Regions from separate parts of the Zea mays genome. Here region 2 is linked to region 1. The links are chromatin contacts, called in public Hi-C maps. All regions are on one chromosome and are shown on one strand. The core of a region is the stretch at or near the end of the contact, and the rest is flanking DNA. Distances in the headings are between cores, read along the strand shown. Region 1 has its middle 7.9 kb from the start of LOC109945496. Region 2 has its middle 31 kb from the start of LOC103653100.

Region 1 (5,449 bases), core at 1,939-4,438:
CAGCCTTAATTACTGAGGTGATGTAGGGATATCAGAAGCCCCAGTACATAAGGCAATGGCAGCCCACGCCCCAGTACTTATTTTCTTTTAGTTTCCCCGGCGGGTCTCATTTAGCAGGAGAATAATGTGCTCCTGGTGTATGTGATCTGTGATCCGTGATCTTTGTTCTATAACCCTTTTCCCTCTTTAATGAAAGACAGAGCTCTCCCGCCATTTGTGTTTCAAAAAAAGTAAAATTTTATGCAAAAATCATTACCATTTACCACTGATAATATTTCTCTCTTTAATGAAAGCTGTTTAACTACAAGGGATGAATAAGTTTAATAGCATAAGGCTCTTGTCAATTAGTTCATCTTGGACATTACTCTCTTGTGTGTTAACGATATTATCATCTGAAATATTTATTATGTCCCTTAGGGGTTCTAACTTCTCCTTTACCATTTATCAGCAAAAAAAAAAAAATGATATCTTATTCGTGGAATATAAATATTTATTGACCTCTACTCCTATTTTTTACTGTGTATCGTTCAACCTGGTGGCCTGATGCACGATGTAATACTACTATAAGAGTGATCATATATCCTAGGTTTAAGTAAAAGTTACTCATCTCACCAGCGGTGCTAGCCAGATGAAGCACTCGAGTACGTGTACCAAACCTGTCATGTGTCCCTGCCTCTCGAAGCGTTCAGCGCTAGCTGGGTGGAAGCAAAGCAACCAATAAGGCAAATCATGCCTTGCAACTGAGCAGATATTTATTACGTACCATTTCGTCGACTCATTTTTACCTTCTTTTGTTTGAACAAAGTAAATAACAAAAGCATTGCCACCAGAACTTGCATTTTGATGCGCACTGTCTCTGCGTGGTGCGCGGCAAAATTAATGCGGCAGCAGAGCTATGCAAAGACACACACCATGCAAACAAGTCAGCGCGCGGAACTTTCTAAATTATAAAAGATCGAGCAAAGCTTTCATATTTTTCATGCATGGAAAATAAAGCTAGCTAGGTGACCCTTTTGAGCTAGACCAAGATACCGCTTTTAAACCCGATTTAGCTGCCAGCTACGTTAAAGTACGTACAAACAGTAGAAAAAAGTTTAATTACTCATGATCCAAAATTAATAATAAGCATTTACCGTACGTTACTCTAGTTAACTATTTCATGATTGTGGGATGATTGGATAATTTAATCCAGCATATGATAATCAAGCTGGTTTTTTTCTTCTTCCTTTGATTTTGGTTTGTAGAAATATATATAGCACCTGTGTCATTACAGCAGCTGGCAAATGGTCATGTACCGCAATATATAGTAGTAGGAGACTAGGAGTGGAGTAGCTAGCAGCTAGCTGATGAAGCACTCAAGTGTAACGTACAAAAAGTATACACACTGATGTCAACTCTGTGTCCCTGAGCTCTCGATGGAGCCGGCCCCCGGCCTGCTGGGTGTAGAAATCAAGGCAAATCATATGCCTGCCTTCAGACGACAGATCTCACCTTATTTGGGGGCCGGGGCACACGCACAGCTAGCTGAATCCAAGGAAACCAACAAGAGCAGTAAACGACTAGGGTTATTTTGACGCGCGTTGTCTGCATATGGTTCGCGGCAAAATGGAGGATGCGCAGGCCCAGGGGGCAGAGAGACGTACAGAACTAGCTAGCACTGAAGGAAGAGGAAGAAGCAAGAAAAGAAAGTCCTCGATCGTGGGGATATGGCGCCATGACAAGTAAAGCAGATAGCTTTCACCAGTCTTGTTTGTATGACCCTGAAACCTCAACAGCCAGCCAGCAGAGTTGACCTGACCACTTTTTCAACTGAGTTGTTTATTATATGTAGTTACTATACTAGAAGTAGGGTCAAATATATATCCCAAGAACTCCTTATTAAGTAGGAGTTCTGACCACTTTTCATGCTCGTAAGCTTGATCTACATCGCGTGAACAGATCCTTCATGGAAAACAAGAAATTATATTATTTAGTGGCCAGGGCAGGGATATGATGATCACATGGGTTTCAGAGACCAGACCACCAAAGCTCTCTCTCTCTCTCTTGTTCTCACTGTGGTGGTCCAGTGACTGTGTAGGCGGGCCACTGCAGATTATTGTTCCAAAAGAGCTCGAAAGCAAGCACATATGCATATGGATGGTGCAGAATGCAAGAGGTTTGTTCAGACTGTTGTGGTTGGCCCCCATGCACACCCACTACACTACTTATACCTCTTTACCCTTTCTTTTGCCTTTCTGCTGCATTAGATACATGTGCTCTGCATTATTTAGGGCATTATTATTGTATACTAGTATCAGTATACCCCTGTGTCTTTTGCTAGCTGCATTTTACATAACTAACTAGAAAGCTAGGCATACCGCATACATATATCGGATTAGATTAGATCGATCGCTGGAGTAATATAAGACAAGGTGATGATTAGCAGCTGATGCACCCGGCCTGCAGCCTTTCTCATCGATCCCGTGAGCATCAAGACTAAACAAATCGAAAAGGCTGTACTAAATGCGCATCATTATATACACTACTATTCCTCATCATTCCCGATGCGAGCAACATTTTGCCCGGTCTCGTCATGCATCATCACCGAGTAAGCATGATGTAATACAGTGAGATGCATGAGCGCATATTGAACAAGAGCTTAAGCTCATCAGAGGCTCTCGCTGAGCCACTGCAAGCGACGACGGATGGGATCGGAGATCTGCCAGCTGCAGGGAATTAATGAACGCGCCAGCATCATCATCATGTCACTGATGGCGGCAATTACAGGAGCTATCAGCGCGTCTGATTGCGTGTGCTCCACTCACTCTACTGCGCAACGACTGTTCATCATCATGCATGATCCTCCTCGCATGCATTTGTGTGTGTGTGCATCTATCTAACTATCTACATGTGTTTCAGAGCCTAACTGCAACGAACTGCAGGGCTGAACCTGAATATGATAGCGATACTGTGTGCTAGCTGCAACTTTTCAACACGCAGGCCGGCCGGCCGGGCATGGAAATGAATGATGGGATTCTGGCAGCATCTGGACGCGCGCGCGCGGTGGGAAATATAATAATCGATCGAGAGCATGGAGGCCGGCGTGGGCGTGATGCTGCGGTAAAGGAGAAGCAGCATGCAGGCGAGGAGATGGGGAGGGGGTGGTAGGGAGGCATGCAAGGATGGACGCGTGCGCGCGGCCGATCGATGGTGCTGCATGAGACACGCGCGGGATTGGGTGGGTGTGTGCCGGCGGCAGCCCCGGCAGCGGTGGTGCGTGCTGGCCTCTTTTCCGTACGTCGCCAGGCGATCGATGCCGGCCGGCCGGCCGCGCGCCGCTTTATTTTAGTCTGCTTGCTCGGAAATTTAGGCGCCCAGCGCGACCGAAAGAGAAGCTTCTTTTTAAATTTGCACAGTACCCCTCATATATACTCTTAGCTCTCGGCTCTGTTTTTCTTTTGAGAAAATTTCTTCAATGCCATCAAAAGCTATAACAATACCTTTAATGCCATCAAAAAATATGTGTTCCTTTGGATACCCTCAATTTTAATTTTTGATCCCTTGAATGACATTACCATCCATAAGCAGGTAAACATTTGTCCACATACCAAAATACCCCTTTGTTAACAGACCACACGCCATACAGAATATAGATCTCATTTGTTCACAGACCATATAGGTCATACTGGTGCACCCAAGCTACAAGTGCCCTCACAGAACCTAGAGATCTCCAGAACATACTAGATACATTATCAAGCGAAATAACGCATGCACAATGCACGCCACACAAAAGTGATAGGGATCTCAAAGTGATATGGACCAACTACAGATTCAAGTCTGGAAGCTTTCTCTTGCTCCTTGTGTGGGCAGCAGGGCTTTGCCTTTGAGGAGTGCTTCTTGTAGACATTGCTGTACTATCAGGTGCCACTGAAACTTTGTTCTTCCTTGTCTTCTCTTGTGCCTTTGCCTTCCCTTTAGCCTTCTTCTTGTCTTTTGTTGGCATAGAGCTGGTAGATGTTGTTATTGTACCCAAAGACAACATAGGATACTCAATAGAAAGTGCCTCTGGGGGGTTTGAGCCATGTACATATGTGCACATGAGCAAAATTATAGCATGCAATGGTCAAAATAATATGGGAACAACAAATATTGAGCATGTACCTTTCTGGGTTTGTGCCCAAGCTAGCTGAAGCACCTTGGCTGTAATAGAAAAATTAAAATTAGTGACAAAAAGTTAAGCAACAATTTATAATGCAAGTGGAAGCATGTACAATTATAGTATACATGCATACTTAGGTGGAAAATGCATTGTTCTAGGTGTTGATTGGAAAGGCACAATGGTGCTCTCACGTGATGCTTCAATGTTTTTCTTCCTTATCTTTGGTGGACCTCTGTGTTGCATGAACGTACAACTATGAGACATTAACAAAATCAAATAGTAACAAATGCATACAAAACATGGGCTTACTTCTCAGCTAGCATAGCTGCTATGTCATCTGGGTCACCATTCTTACAGTTATACCACCTATGGCCATATCCCTTGCAAATAGGGCACTGGTGTGACCCCTTCTTTCTTGTAGTGCTGCTACCAGCCTCTGTACAACTCTTGAACCACTGAGTATGTCTTCTTCTAGCTGTAGATTTTAGAAGTGGTGGGTGCATGAAGAAACCATGATTAGATTCTGGCCACTGGTCCTTGTCAGGCATGGCATAGATTAAAATCTGATATGCTGCTCTAAATTTCCCAACCGAGTAATACATGTCAACATATTTCTCCAATGGTTCCCTAAGAGATGTGATGAATACAATGGCATGTTTGCAAGGAACACAACAAGAGCTACAAACATTTTCGGCGGCCCCCACTATTTTCGGCGGCTAGGGGAGCGCCGCCGAAAATAGTATGCTATTTTCGACGGCCATCCCTAGCCGCCGAAAATAGCCTTTTTAAAACGGTCGGGCCCCTTCTTCTCCCTTGTTTCTCTCCTCTATCTCTCACCAGACGCCGCCGCGCGCTCCTCTGGCCACCGCGCCGCCGCCCACGCAGCCGCCGCGCCCTACCCCTGCGCCGCCGCCCGCGCCCTAACCCTGCGCGCGCCGTCCGCCGCCCTCCGTCCACGCGCTGCTCGCCCGCCGGCCTGCCCGCCACTCCACCGTCGTCGTCGAGCCGCCGCATCGAGAGAAGGTAATTTTTTAAGTATTTTATTTCTTATTTTCGACGGTTGTTATTTAGGTGCCGCCAAAATTATTATATATTTGTAATTGTGTTTGTTTGATTACTGTTTGCGATTCGTATTATTGTTTAATTTGATTTAATTAATGTATTAGTGAATATGTGATTTAGAGATTAGGGGCATATTGTATTTAGGCATTAATTTCATATTAATATGTTGTACTATTATATTATTAGCTTTAATAATATATTATATTGGTACGTATAATAGTTGCATAATTAGTGTATGTGGTACTTAGT
Region 2 (5,449 bases), core at 1,869-4,368, 240 kb after region 1:
AACGATGAAAAATTCTACCCCGACGGGTAAACGGTGATGGGACTGGGCATCCACATTCTCCGCGGAGACCCATTAAACTTAAATGGGATGATGCTTTCATGTAATAGTTAATGATAAAAATAAATAATTACTTTATCAAGAGATCACTCATTGTACAAAATGTGTTTATTTTGATGTATATATAATGATTTTTACATATGATAATGTATATAAGTGACAACATTTTGCATTAATAATAAAGGAAGTGTGTTCTAATCTCTACTACAAGCGGGGACGGGGATCCCTGACGGGGATTTATCCCGCAGGAACGACCATGGGGAAGAAATGTCCCTGCAAGCATTCGTGGGGATCACCGCGGGAAAATTTTTTGGGTACAGGAATGAGGATGGGGAGCTAAAACCCGACGAGAAATTCCTGTTGCCATCCCTACTTACATGCGGAGGCGGTGACTTGATCATCAGTTGATTCCACCAGCATCAGGTATATAGTAGCCAATCAAACCACTATTATTTTTTACTGTCGTCATTAGCGATTACAATAAATTAAACCTTATTAATTAAATAATATATCCATTTTACTATGTATGTACTAGTTTAATTAGTTATTTTGGTCATGCTTGTTCCGCATATTTTCAAAAGTTAGAAAATATTATTCTTGTTATGAAAAGTGCAAAAAAGGGGCCTCAGTCTATTTCGCTCCAGGGCCAAAAAAACATAGGTACGAGTCTGCCAATTACGAGTAATAAATATGGTCTAATTATAAAACCAATTATATAAGTAAAGACTAAACAACGAGATAAATTTATTAAGCATAATTAATCCATGATTAGAAAATCCAGCATCTCATGATCGAATCATGGACTAGTTAGACTTAATAGACTCGTCTTACCATTAAAACATTAAAATCTTATCTGTGTATTTATTTTTGTAATTAGACTATATTTAATACCTCTAACTAGTATTCAAACATCGGATGTGACGGAGCTAAAATTTAGCCCCCTCTACCTAAACACCACTTTATATGCAAATAAAATGTCTTAAATACTATGAGTTAAAAGGAGTGACTTAGATGCAACTATCAAATTACCAATTGATAAAAAATAACTTAGAAAAAAGACTGAATAAGGTAAATAACTAAAAACATAAGAAATGATTCAAATAATCTAAAACCATCTTAAAATCAGTTGGAAATCTAATTAAAGGATTGAATATAATAAAATGGCTGAAAATCAAATTAATGAATTAAATAATACGATATCAAATGGCATAAATAACATCGAATGACTTAAATAATATAAATTGGCTTAAAATGGCTGAATATTAGATGAAATTAGTTAAAAGCGCCTCGGTCTAAATATCAGCCAATTAACAATAAACGAGTAAGATAAAAATGTCTTAAAACACGTGGAATCATCATGCTACCAAGTAGACATAGAATTATCACCGGTAGGTAAAAAAAAGTTTATTCTGTATGCAACATGTGGTTCAATCCAACACGATAGGACAAAATTCCTGGCAGACGTTGTTTTTTGCATACTAATTCATGTCTAGTCTTCCAGTTTGATTATGATCAGGCACAAAAACACGTGGCAAGCGAGACCTTGACCTTAGAGCTGAAGAACAACGTGCGGGATACTGAAGAGATGACAGGTCCAGCATTTTCCACTGCCATTGATTTTCCGCCGGATATATAAACTACTGCTTCTCTCTTTACTTTGCATGCAAGAGTTGTACTATACTATACCAGCATTTTTATTTCTCGGTCAGCGATTTGTGTTCCTCGGTGTTGTTCGTTTCAACGGAAGGGGTCAAGCTAGACTCAAGAGCTGCATTTTTACGAGAAAGCATGTGGGGTGAAAACAGTGTCTTCACCGCTAGACAGACATGGATCATCAGTCTAGAGATGGCAAGAAACCCGAATACCCGACATGTTTAATTTTACTCGATATAAAGATGGTTATAGATGATTTCTTCACTTTCTGAGTAAAAATAGGTAAGAATTTTTACCCATTAGGTAGATGGCTACCGATACGGATTGGTACTACATATACCCGTATACACATAGGTAAAATATACCTGCATCATACCACTATAACCATGCATCTAATAAAATTCATCTTAGTCAAAATAAAATCCTTCTCTAATTATCATTTGTTTAACTATCAATTTATGTAGTCATATGGTTTGTTATATTTTAATTTAAACTTATATTTGTGTATTTATTTGATATTTTGAGTGATTGGAAGAGGTGGACTCACCACCCAGGTAGCACAGGCTGTGGCCTGGTCTGCCTTGCCGCCTAAAAGGTGCACACAAGTCTAAATATTTAAGCCCAGCTGATAATCTTTATTAGCAGTTGATAATCTCGTCTAGGTTGTCTTTAATTCCTAGATCCACCACTGGTGATTGGTATAATAGAAATTAATACTTATACCCGCGATGTGTAAAATTAACAGCGCGGATATAGGTATAGGTAAGATATTATATCCGCGAGAGTAATCTTTATTAGCAGTTGATAATCTCGTCTAGGTTGTCTTTAATTCCTAGATCCACCACTGGTGATTGGTATATTAGAAATTAATACTTATACCCGCGATGTGTAAAATTAACAGCGCGGATATAGGTATAGGTAAGATATTATATCCGCGAGAGTAATCTTTATTAGCAGTTGATAATCTCGTCTAGGTTGTCTTTAATTCCTAGATCCACCACTGGTGATTGGTATATTAAGAAATTAATACTTATACCCGTGATGTGTAAAATTAACAGCGCGGATATAGGTATAGGTAAGATATTATATCCGCGAGAGTATATGAATAACCCGATAAGTAAGATTTTTTATGGGTACGGATATATAATGATACTACTCGACTGGTTACCGTCCCCTGCTTCACCACTCCCGTCACAAAAAAAAAGGAAAATGGAAAAAGCTCTTGCATGGACGTGCAGCCATTGCATGTTGCATGCATGCACAAGTAGGAATGTGCGTGAGTTGAATGCCTGCTGCTCCTCTTGCGTACTGACGACGTGCGCCGGTCACGGTGGCCTGTTGACGTGGGCTGGAATAGCGCTCGCTGCTTGTTTGCACGCGATCTGTGAAGAGGTGCGGTCTGGGCAGGAGGCCCAGCCGACTTGGCCCGCGTCAGAGTGGTGCACTGCAGCACCAGGTAGCCCAGTATTGTGCAGGCCCAGCGTGGATGGAGAAGGACCGTGCGGCAGAGGGAGAGTCCGTTTCGGGCTGGATTGGAGCAATAATAATATCTTAGTTCTTTTTTATTTGTCATATTTTAATTTAAAAAGGAATTAGCGGGCGAAAAATATTAAATAAGTAACTGTTTTTATTTCTTCTAGACGTTGAAACAGATAGAGATAACCAATAGATTAGATCTATTAATTAATAGATTAATCTAGGGTTTTTTAGACAGATCAAGTGAGAACACTCTAAAGCCTTTGAGTATCACTTTTTATACATTATTTTTTATATTTAAAAAATTGATTATACAATATTAGGCCCCGTTTGGTTGGAGGTTTGGGGTGACTAAAGTCTAGTCACTTTTAGTCTCTGAAAGTGCATTCATCCTTTTTGTGAGTTTTGGTGATTTGGATAACAACACATTTAAAAGACTAACAAGTTTGCTAAGTATTGAACAGGAAATTCAGTATGATGAACATACTTGAATAGTGTATAATGACAGTGAACAAAGGTTCAACACAAGGTTAAATAACCAGTAAGACAATGCAAATGGATACAATATGATCTCTATATTGGTTTGAATATATGGACAAGACCTAAGAAATCACTACATACATATGATTAGAATAGAGGATGAAGTGATTAAGAGGATTGGTCAAACCAAAGTGAATAAGATATGAGGAATCGTGAATTGGCTTGACCATATTACTATCAGTCCATATATGCTTCTATGAGAATCAAACTAGAGCTTGATTGGTCTTAACAATTATATCTAAAAGACATTCAAGCAAGGTTCACAATATTGAAGAAATGATTCTCTCAATGGATGCTCAATATGATGTGACTCAAGAATGGCTTGATAGGGTGAAGATAGCAAGGAAAGGGCTTCGGGGAACTAAGCGAAGGTGAAGGCCAAGCGACGGCTTGTGGACCGAGGTACCATGGCTAAGGTGAAGAAGAGAGTACTTGCACTAAGTCGATGAACCAATCAGCTATGAAGAGTTATAACATGTTGATGCATCAGTACGGTGACTTGAAGCCATGATTTGAACTCATATATGGTGATATGGTACAAGTCACAGGGTTTGATTTGTGTTTGCTTCAAAAGGTGAGACAAAGATGTTTGTGATCCTTATGAAGCAACGCCATGGAGAAATCACACATGAGACACCAATGACTCAAGGAGTTTACTTAATTAATTTTATTTAATTTGAGTATAGGAATCGTCGTACTATAAAGGGGGATCCAAAAAGAAGGTTGGTGTTTGCCAAAGCTCAAACCTCTATATTCAAAAGCTATTTTTGAAAAACAAAAATCTCTTTAACATTCTATGGTAGACCATGGTTAGGTTTGAGAAACCTAGAGTGTTCTTGTTGAAAAGCAGCTGAACTTCTTCAACTGCAGCGGAGCTTTTCAGCTGAGCTGGTGTCCAGGGAAAGTTCAGCCGGGGTATTTTCCCCGGACCTCACTGGTCAAAACCGGTTGAACCGGTCCTAGGGGAGGTTCAACCGGTGTCAGGGTCACCTGACCGGTCTGACCTCCTGACTGGTAGACTGACTGCTAGTCTGACCCCAGGCAGTTGAACCGGCCCTAGGGGCGGTTCAACCGGTGTCAGGACCTGTTTTTGCAGTCTGACTTGCAGTCTGCCAGTCTGACTGGCAGACTGTCTGTCAGCCTGCCCCAGGCAGTTGAACCGGTCTTAGGGGCGGTTCACCGGTCTTGGTCAACTTGACCAGTCTGCAGGTCAGTCTGCGCGTCAGTCTGTCAGTCAGACTGGCAGACAGACTGCCAGGCCTGCCAGGGGCGGTTCAATCGCCCTAGGGGCGGTTCAACCGGTCTGAGGCAGAAAAATCTGCCCAACGGCTAGTTTTGAGCTCCACCTATATATACTCACTCCTACCTCTCACCCCACAGTGAAGAGCACGACCCAAACTCCATTTCTAACTTGAGAAACACCTCCCACTCTCTCTCACACATCTCTTGCCTCTCCCATTTCAAATCTTTGGAGAGAAATCTTTGAGTGAGTTTGAGAGCTGCGGTTTTTGTGCTTCATCTCTAAATCCCTCTTACTCTTCTTCATTAGAGCTTTGGTACTACATCGAGTTCTTTGTGGATTCATTACTCTTGGAGCTTCTAGCTCCTAGACGACTAGGTGTCTCTTGTGAGTCTCCAAATCTTGTGGAAGACCATAAGAAAGTTTGTATTACCCGCTCGTTTGAGCAAAGATTATTGTGTGGGCTTGACCTTTGTGGTCGGC

What was found. A called contact is a pair of places that touch in the nucleus more often than the background predicts.
Region 2: a contact with region 1 is called in a Hi-C map of ear, with 2.4 times the contacts expected there. The contact joins two enhancer-like sites. A contact is called at or near these places in 3 of 25 Hi-C or Micro-C datasets (bundle sheath, ear and tassel).

Annotation. Positions count from the first base shown.
Region 1 is chr4:36,851,358-36,856,806 of Zm-B73-REFERENCE-NAM-5.0, forward strand. No RefSeq gene overlaps it. Among protein-coding and RNA genes, the nearest start is that of LOC109945496, 7.9 kb to the left of the region's middle. Within about 2 kb of position 3,189, at least 9 of the 20 cell types and tissues checked have an H3K27ac peak or open chromatin away from gene starts, as enhancers often do. A contact at or near this core is called in ear and tassel, where this site is marked.
Region 2 is chr4:37,088,688-37,094,136 of Zm-B73-REFERENCE-NAM-5.0, forward strand. No RefSeq gene overlaps it. Among protein-coding and RNA genes, the nearest start is that of LOC103653100, 31 kb to the right of the region's middle. Within about 2 kb of position 3,119, at least 17 of the 20 cell types and tissues checked have an H3K27ac peak or open chromatin away from gene starts, as enhancers often do. A contact at or near this core is called in ear and tassel, where this site is marked.